2 separate regions of the Ovis aries genome follow, and region 1 is linked to region 2. Evidence: chromatin contacts called from public Hi-C data. All regions are on one chromosome and are shown on one strand. Each heading gives the region's core, a stretch centred on a gene start, on an enhancer-like site or on the middle of the called end of the contact. The rest is flanking DNA. Distances are from core to core; before and after follow the strand shown. Region 1 overlaps RYK (receptor like tyrosine kinase). Region 2 holds the start of AMOTL2 (angiomotin like 2).

Evidence for each region. Hi-C and Micro-C count contacts between places; a contact is called where the count stands out from the background.
Region 1: a contact with region 2 is called in a Hi-C map of hypothalamus, with 4 times the contacts expected there. The contact joins the enhancer-like site here to the promoter of AMOTL2 in region 2. A contact is called at or near these places in 5 of 16 Hi-C or Micro-C datasets (hypothalamus, liver, muscle and 2 more).

Annotation. Positions count from the first base shown.
Region 1 is chr1:255,749,528-255,753,529 of ARS-UI_Ramb_v3.0, forward strand. All of the region lies in intron 1 of RYK (receptor like tyrosine kinase), which reads left to right. Among named protein-coding and RNA genes, the nearest start is that of RYK, 20 kb to the left of the region's middle. Within about 2 kb of position 1,469, at least 9 of the 54 cell types and tissues checked have an H3K27ac peak or open chromatin away from gene starts, as enhancers often do. A contact at or near this core is called in hypothalamus, where this site is marked.
Region 2 is chr1:255,602,644-255,606,386 of ARS-UI_Ramb_v3.0, forward strand. AMOTL2 (angiomotin like 2) reads left to right here and starts at 2,468. Exons shown (of 10, transcript XM_042236885.2): 1 at 2,468-2,576.

The sequences.
Region 1 (4,002 bases), core at 219-2,718, 150 kb after region 2:
CATTGCCAATTTCATTGCAAGATATTTTTGTAGTTTGTTTAAAATTAGTGTTTTTCTGGTTCCTTAAATTCTGCATTAATTGGCTAAGTCTTTTATGCTGATTGGGAAGAAGCAATAACTGCTAAGTGACCGATATCTCTGGTTGCACAATATTTTATATTAAAGGCCTGATTATACCTGCATCAATTGTGTAAAACTTTAAAACTTTAAACTTTTTAACTATTGAACTTAAGCTATGTAAAAATTAATCGAAAAGATAGATAAGCAACAAGGGCCTACTGTATAGCACAGGGAATTCTACTCAATATTCTCGGATAATCTATATTCAAGAATCTAGAAAAGAATGAATGTATAACTGAATCACTGTGTCATATATCTGAAACTAACAAAGCATTGTAAGTCAACTGTACTCCATTAAAATTAAAAAAAAAAAAACTAAGGAAAAAAGTCAATTGGGTAGAAATATATAGGCTTATTTCCTTACTCTCAGTTTTCTTCCATCAGTCTAGAGATCTGTCATTATGCTGTTACCACACTGTCTTGGTTTCTCTGGCTTTATTGTAAGTTTTGCAGCTGGAAAACGTAACTCAGACGTGTTCTGTTTCAAGACTCTTTTGGCTGTTGGAGGCTACTTGCATTTCCATATTAATTTGAGAATCTACTTTTCTATTTTCTGCAAAAAGGGCAGTTACAATTTTGATAGGGATTGTACTGCTATATCCCTTTGGGTAGTATTGCTACCTTAGCAATAGTAATAATAAGTCTTCCAGTGCATGAAGATGGGATGTCTTTCCGTTTGCTTAGGTCTTCTTTAATTTCAGCAGTTTTGTAGTTTTCAGTGTATAAAACTTTTTATCTCTTAGTTTAATTGATTGAAATTGTTTTCTTTATTTCCTTTTTGGATTGTTCATTAGGGGACCAGCTTTTATCATGCATATATCCTTCATTTGTTACTTTGATTTTTGATTATTTTGCCCTAGAATAGTGACTCAGCATCCTCTTCTCTTTTTATATCATTGAGATTTACTTATAGGACCTTTGACCCGTTAGGGTTGTTGGAGTCACTGAGTTGTAAGATGAGCCTCAGTGAGTTGTTTTCATTATTTCCCTCCCTTTATCCTCGAGGATATTAACATTACTATGATTTTTTTTTTTTCTCACTTGTTACTTGTGGCTGTGCTGGTGCTTTTCTAAATAAGGCACTCATTGAAACGGCCTGTTTGGACTTGGTCCTTTTCTCAGCCCTTGGAACTTCCTTGCTGTGATCAGGGTACCCCAACCTACTCTTAGTCACTCCCTTCCACCAGAACCAGGCTGTTTCCTGGTCTCTTAAAGTTGCCCTTTCCCTGGCTTGTGCACAACTGCCTGAGTAAAGCATCACTGAATGAACGGTTTCCTTCACTACCCTCTCTAACCATTCCTCATGGCCCACTTCTCTGCAGAAGCTACAGCACCACTCCTAGACAGTGATAAACCCTGCCATCTGCTGGCCCTGCTTTGAGACTGCGTTTAATTGTTAGGTCATACTGGAAACACTAGTGATTAGTGGCAGTTAGAAAGGAGTAGATTACCTAGATCCTGTCTTCAATTGTCTATTACTTTTCTCTTTCTTAAAAATTGTTTTGAGCATGATGGGGAAGGGAAGAATAAAGATTACATTCAGGAATACATGTATCATAGTCTTTACAGATTTCATCTTTTTTAAAAAAATCAGTTTGTTTAAAATTCTTTTTATTTTACTAACTATTGCCTGATTATCTGAATAAAAACATACGCCATTTGGAAAGTATACAGGACTGTAAAAAAGAAGAAAAGTACACATTATTTAACTATGCATTGGGAGTCTTTGGTAAATATCTTTCCAGCATTTTTCCATGTTCTCATTTTTCTTTATGCAGTTGAAATCTTAGGATACAGGTAACTCTTTGAGATAGATGGTACATCAGGACCTATAACGTTATATTTTCCCTCCCTCCCCTGTGGTTAGGTTGCGGACTAAACATTTTCTTCTTTACAAACTTATTGTGCTTTTCCTTATAGCTGATCACCTTTTTTTAAATCTCTTATGGTTGCTTTGGAAGAATTGAATTTCCTTTAAAAGTATGGTCTTGATATGTCTACATGTCTACTCCTCCATATTAATTGTGGATGGAGATACACATATCTATGTGCTAAGATCAGCCATAGGCTGATAGTTTCGTAACATGATTAAACATATATTGGATTCTCCTCATATTTCTGTTATTTTGGGAAAATTGATTACATTGGGTTTTTTTTTTTTTGCATTTCTAATATTTAGAGATTTTTTTGGATTCTACATTTTGATTTAGAGCTATATTCATAATTATTATACTAGAATTATTATGCGTGATAAACCTTTTCTCAGTATAAAATGATGATCTCATGTTAAAAATAAAAGTGCTGTTAATGTCTCAGTATGTTTTGGAGTGACTTTTATGGAGGAGGATACATAATTGGTATTTTTTTGAGAATCTATTGTCTTTGCACATGATGAGAATTTGTCTGGGAATATAAATTCTTGGTACACTTCTGATTCCCCTGAAACCTATTGCTCTGTTGCCTTCCCTATCATCTTTAGGATTTCCCAGGTTATCCTCATTCAGACAGTGAGCCTGGGTGGTTCAAGGATTTTCTTCTCATTTCAGCCCCATTGTCACTGTTGAATGGTGAAATTCTGAGCTTTGATCTTTTTCACTTTGTAATGCTTTTCCAAATTTTACCTTTTGGTTGGGGCTTCGCTGGTAGCTCAATGGTAAAGAATCTGCCTGCCAATGCAGGAGATGAGGGTTTGATCCCTGGGTTGGGAAGATCCCTTGGAGAAGGAAATGGCAACCCACTTCAGTATTCTTGCCTGGGAAATCCCAGGGGAGCCTGGTGGGCTACAGTCTACGGGTCACAAAGACTCAGACATGACTTAGTGACTGAACAGCAACAATGACAGCCTTTTGGTTGGCTATTTTAAGTTGAGGGAAAGGTGTTTTAGTCATTAGTAATTTGCTATTACTATGTTAATCTTAATATATCAAAGATATCTCTACCAATGTGATTTTTTAATTGAATTTTGTCACTTGAGGGCCTTTTCTCTAGCTTTTACTGGCCTTCATGTATTATTTTACACAGCAGTTGGGTTTTTGTTTAGTGAATTGCTGCAGCTGACTGAATATTTCTTTAAACGTGATTTTGAAAATTAATTTTTATTTTTCCCAGTTTAACTTAACTCATGAAAAATATAAGAAAAAGGATAAAAGCATAACCCATAAATTACCATTTAAAATCAATTACTGTTCATATTTTTTGGTATTTCTTTCTGTTTTGAGAAATGGAACCCACACATTATGTATATAAATTTAGTCTTTTAAAAAATGAAGGTTCTCGTCTTTTTTTAGAAATCTTTTTAAAAATTGAAGTATAGTTAATTTACCATGTTATATTGGTTTCAGTTATACAGCAGAGTGATTCAGTTATATATTATTTATTCAGTTATAACTGAATATATATTCTGAATTTGTATATATTCCTTTAGATTCCTTTCCATTATAGGGTATTACAAGATATTGAATATAGTTCTCTGTGCTATACAGTAGGTCCTTGTTTATTTATCTTATATATAGTAGTGTGTATACGCTGATCCCAAACTCCTGATTTACTCTGCCCACTTTTTTAATAGCCTGGTGGCTCAACGGGTGAAGAATCTGTGTGCAGTGCAGGAGATGCAGGAGGCGTGGGCTAGATCCCTGAGTCGGGAAGATCCCCTGGAGGAGGAAATGGCAACCCACTCCAGTACTCTTGCCTGGAAACTCCCATGGATGGGGAGCCTGGTGGGCGACCGTCCAGGGAGTTGCCAAGAGTCAGACACGACTGAGCGTGTGCAGACAGGTAAACACACTGTCCCCTTTGGTGACCGCAGGCTGGTTTTCTATATCTGTGAGTCTGTTTCTGTTCTGTAAATAAATTCCTTTGTATCATTTTTTAGATTTATCA
Region 2 (3,743 bases), core at 1,218-3,717:
GAGGAAATAATGGAAACAGTGAGAGACTTTATTTTCTTGGGCTCCAAAATCACTGCAGATGGTGACTGCAGCCATGAAATTAAAAGACGCTTGCTCCTTGGAAGAAAAGTTATGACAAACCTAGACAGCATATTAAAGAAACAGAGACATTACTTTGCCAACAAAGGTCTGTCTAGTCAAAGCTATAGTGTTTCCAGTAGTCACGTATGGATGTGTGAGTTGGACTATAAAGAAAGCTGAGCACCGAAGAGTTGATGCTTTTGAACTGTGGTGTTGGAGAAGACTCTTGAGAATCCCTTGGACAGCAAAGAGATCCAACCAGTCCATCCTAAAGGAAATCAGTCCTGAATATTCATTGGAAGGACTGATGCTGAAGCTGAAACTCCAATACTTTGACCACCTGATGTGAAGAACGGAGTCATTGGAAAAGACCCTGATGCTGGGAAAGACTGTGAAGGCAGGAGGAGAAGGGGACGACAAAGGAAAAGATGGTGGGATGGCATCACCAACTTGATGGACTTGAGTTTGAGCAAGCTCCAGGAGTTGGTGATAAACAGGGAAGACAGGCATGCTGCAGCCCATGAGGTCGCAAAGAGTCGGACATGACTGAGCAATTGAATTGAACTGGACTGAACAATGTACAAACCTTAATTAAAGAATACTCTATTGCTCATCATCTGAGCCTTCAGCAAGTCATAATCTTTTTGCAAGAGCAATACCAAAAATCACACATCACCATAACAAACATAATAAAAGTTGAACTATTGCTGGAATTACCCACAGACACACAGTGTGAGCAATGCTGCTGGAAAAAAATGGTACCGCAAACCTTCAATTTGTGAAAAATGCAGAATCTATGAAGTGCAATAAAACATAGCACACTAAAACAAGGTACTCTTGTGTTTGAGATACAATATTTGGCTTCCAAGTAAATCACACAAACACACACACATTTTGGGGGAGAGTTTTATTAAAAATTAACAATGTCCCTGGCTAGTAAATAGCTCTTTGAACTTATCAAGTTTTCTTGTCCCAATCCCCTCCAGCGGATCTGGCAATTGCAACCTCCACAGTGAAGGGCGGCAGAGAAGACCTGGCTGGGGGTGAAAGTCAGCCCTGATTCTCAGGGTGGACAGGGGCCTGGGCTTTACACATAGAGGTGTTGAGAGACCCAGTGTGGTCAGGGCCCAGGAATGGCACACAGAGTTGGGGAAGTGCCTGCAGGTGGGGAGGGTCTTGCACAGCAGGCTTTCTGGAGAAGGGGTTTCCACCGCTGCAGATGAACCAGCCTAGTGCCAAAGGCTGGGGAGGAAGGGTCAGAGGACAGAATTCCATCCAGAGAAGGAAGAGCAGGAGCACAACAGTGGACCTAAGAGAGGGCCCCTGGCTGACAGGGGTGTGGAGGGAAGCGAAGAAACCAAAAAAGAGAAAGAGCAGATGGAGAGAGGAGAGCTCCCAGAGTCTGCCCTGTCCACCGCAGTAACCTGGATTCTGGTGGCCGTGGAAAAGTTTTGGGAATGAGAAGCAGAGCAGCCCACAGGTTACCTGGCTTCATCACTTACTCTCTGTGTGACTCTTGGCAAGCTAATTAATCTCTCCGAGCCTTGGTTTCCTCATTTATAAGACAGGGATGATAAAAAAAAAGAAAATCCCTGGCAAGATGACTGGAAGGTTGGCGGGATGACCAGGCGGTAAGCGGGTGCTGGCACCCGTAAAGGGGTGCCCCTTACTGCCTTCTTTGGGAAGAGCTGGACAGATCGCCTGGCGGCGGGTGATTCAGCTGGTAAAGTGGGTCAAATTAGCCGGAAGATTTTTCATCCCAGATTCACACTTCCTGTGGAGACAGATCCGGAAAGGGCTGGTGAAGGTGTTTGTAAACAATAAAAGTGCAATTCAAAGGTTGCCGCCAGCGACAACCAGCGAGGCTCCCGGCTGGAAGCAAGAGTCATCTCTTCGCTTGGGGCACGGTCTGGATCGGGCAGATATGGATATATTTCCAGTCTTCTCTCACTGTACAACGCACACACACCAAGCCCCTCTCATCCCCAACCACGTCCAGCAGCAACACCCAGGGTCTCTCTCGAGGGCATGCCACGTACATTCTCGGTGTCGTCCAGCCGATGGAGCTGGAGGAGTGAGAGGAAGGCCGGGTACGGGGCTGAGGGCGGTAAGGGGCCTAGATGGATTCCAGCAGCTCCTAAGGAGAGCGGAGGTCGCTGGCCGGGGAGGGGCGCAGAGAGTCCAGGAGGCCGGGGCGGCCAGGTCCACAGCGCCGCCTTCCCGGAGGAAGGCGGGGGCGGGGAGGAGGGAGCTGGAGGAGGCGGAGAGAGGAGGAGGGCGGCGCGCTACGAGGTTATTTGTGGTTCGCTTTGATCCCGAGGGGGAACCTGAAACTCTCACATTCCTGGCATAGCAGCCGCCTCCGGCGCGGGCCGACCCTGGGGCTGCGCGCTGGGGCTAAGCCGCCAGAACGTCGGCGCCTCTGCCGAGAGCACACCTCCGCCGCCAAGCTGAGCTGAGCCGGGCCGGGCCGAGCCGTCGGATTTGACCGCTCGGAGCACTCGCTGGCCGCAGCGGTAAGAAAGGCCTCTTGGCGCTTTGGGGAGTGTACGGGGCTGCAGAGACGCGCTCCAGCCCAGCCTTTTCCGGGAGAGGGAGCAGAAGCCGAGCGGACCCTGAGTCCTCCAGGAGCGGTGCGCCTTTGCCCGCAACCGGCGCGGCGAGGGCAGCTCCGTCCTGGGGCGCCTTGCAGGTCCCCTGGGAGCTCTCGCAGGCGGCGGGGGTCCGCTGGGGCTGAAGGAGGGGACAGCCCGTGGGCAGATAGGAGTGGGTGTCTGGGAGCACGGATCTGGGAAGGAGGCGCCGCTTGGAGCTCAAGTTGCAGGGCCCGGGGGCTAATTTGGTTCGGGGGTGGGGGTTACAGGTGTCTTTCCTCCCTAACTAGCCCAAGAATTCCTCTTTGTCTTCCTTGGAAAATCCTCTCCGGAGCCACGGTCTGGCTCTCACTTAGAAAGAATGCAGCCTGCCGTCCAGCCCGGTGACGTCAGCGCTGGGGCATTTGGAAAACAAAGAGGGCTCGGGAGGGAGGGGGGAGGCGGATCCACGACGCTTAAAGACCTCTCCGGACCGCGGCTACCGTCGTCCGCTCCAGGCGCTGCGGCAGCCGCAGGGTGCTCGTGGTCAGCCAGGAGTCCGGGTAGGGCGGGATCCCTGGCTGGGGTGCGATCTGACTTAAAGACCCTCGCTTTGGTTCCTTGGGCCGCAGTGAGCCAAGGTAAAGGCCGGAGTTGTGTGGTTGCTTCGAAGCGGGTGTTTCAGAGAGCCCAGCGCGCTAGCGCAGCAGGGGTGCACGATCCGGGTCGCGGGCGCGGATTTTAGTAACAGCTTAGCTGTGTCCATCTGAGAGATCTGACTGAGACAAACAAGGAATGAAAGGCGCGGGAAGTGCTCCCTGCTCCCAGGCACACTGTTGGGGGAGGAGGAGGGCTGGAATCTGTCCGGAAAACTGCATTCCCCGGTCCTCGGCTGGAGTCAGCCCAGACAGTGTTTAACTTAGGAAATGCCCCGTGGATGAAACGCTAGGGCGAATTGATTCCTGTTTGTTTTGCCTCGGGTAACTCTAGAGTCTTGCATCTTCTGTGTGTGTGCGCGCGCGCCCCGTATATGTGTGTGCCCCCTGTGTGTATGTGTGCGCCCCCTGTGTGTATGTGTGTGTGTGGCGGGGGCGGGGGGATAGGGGGGAT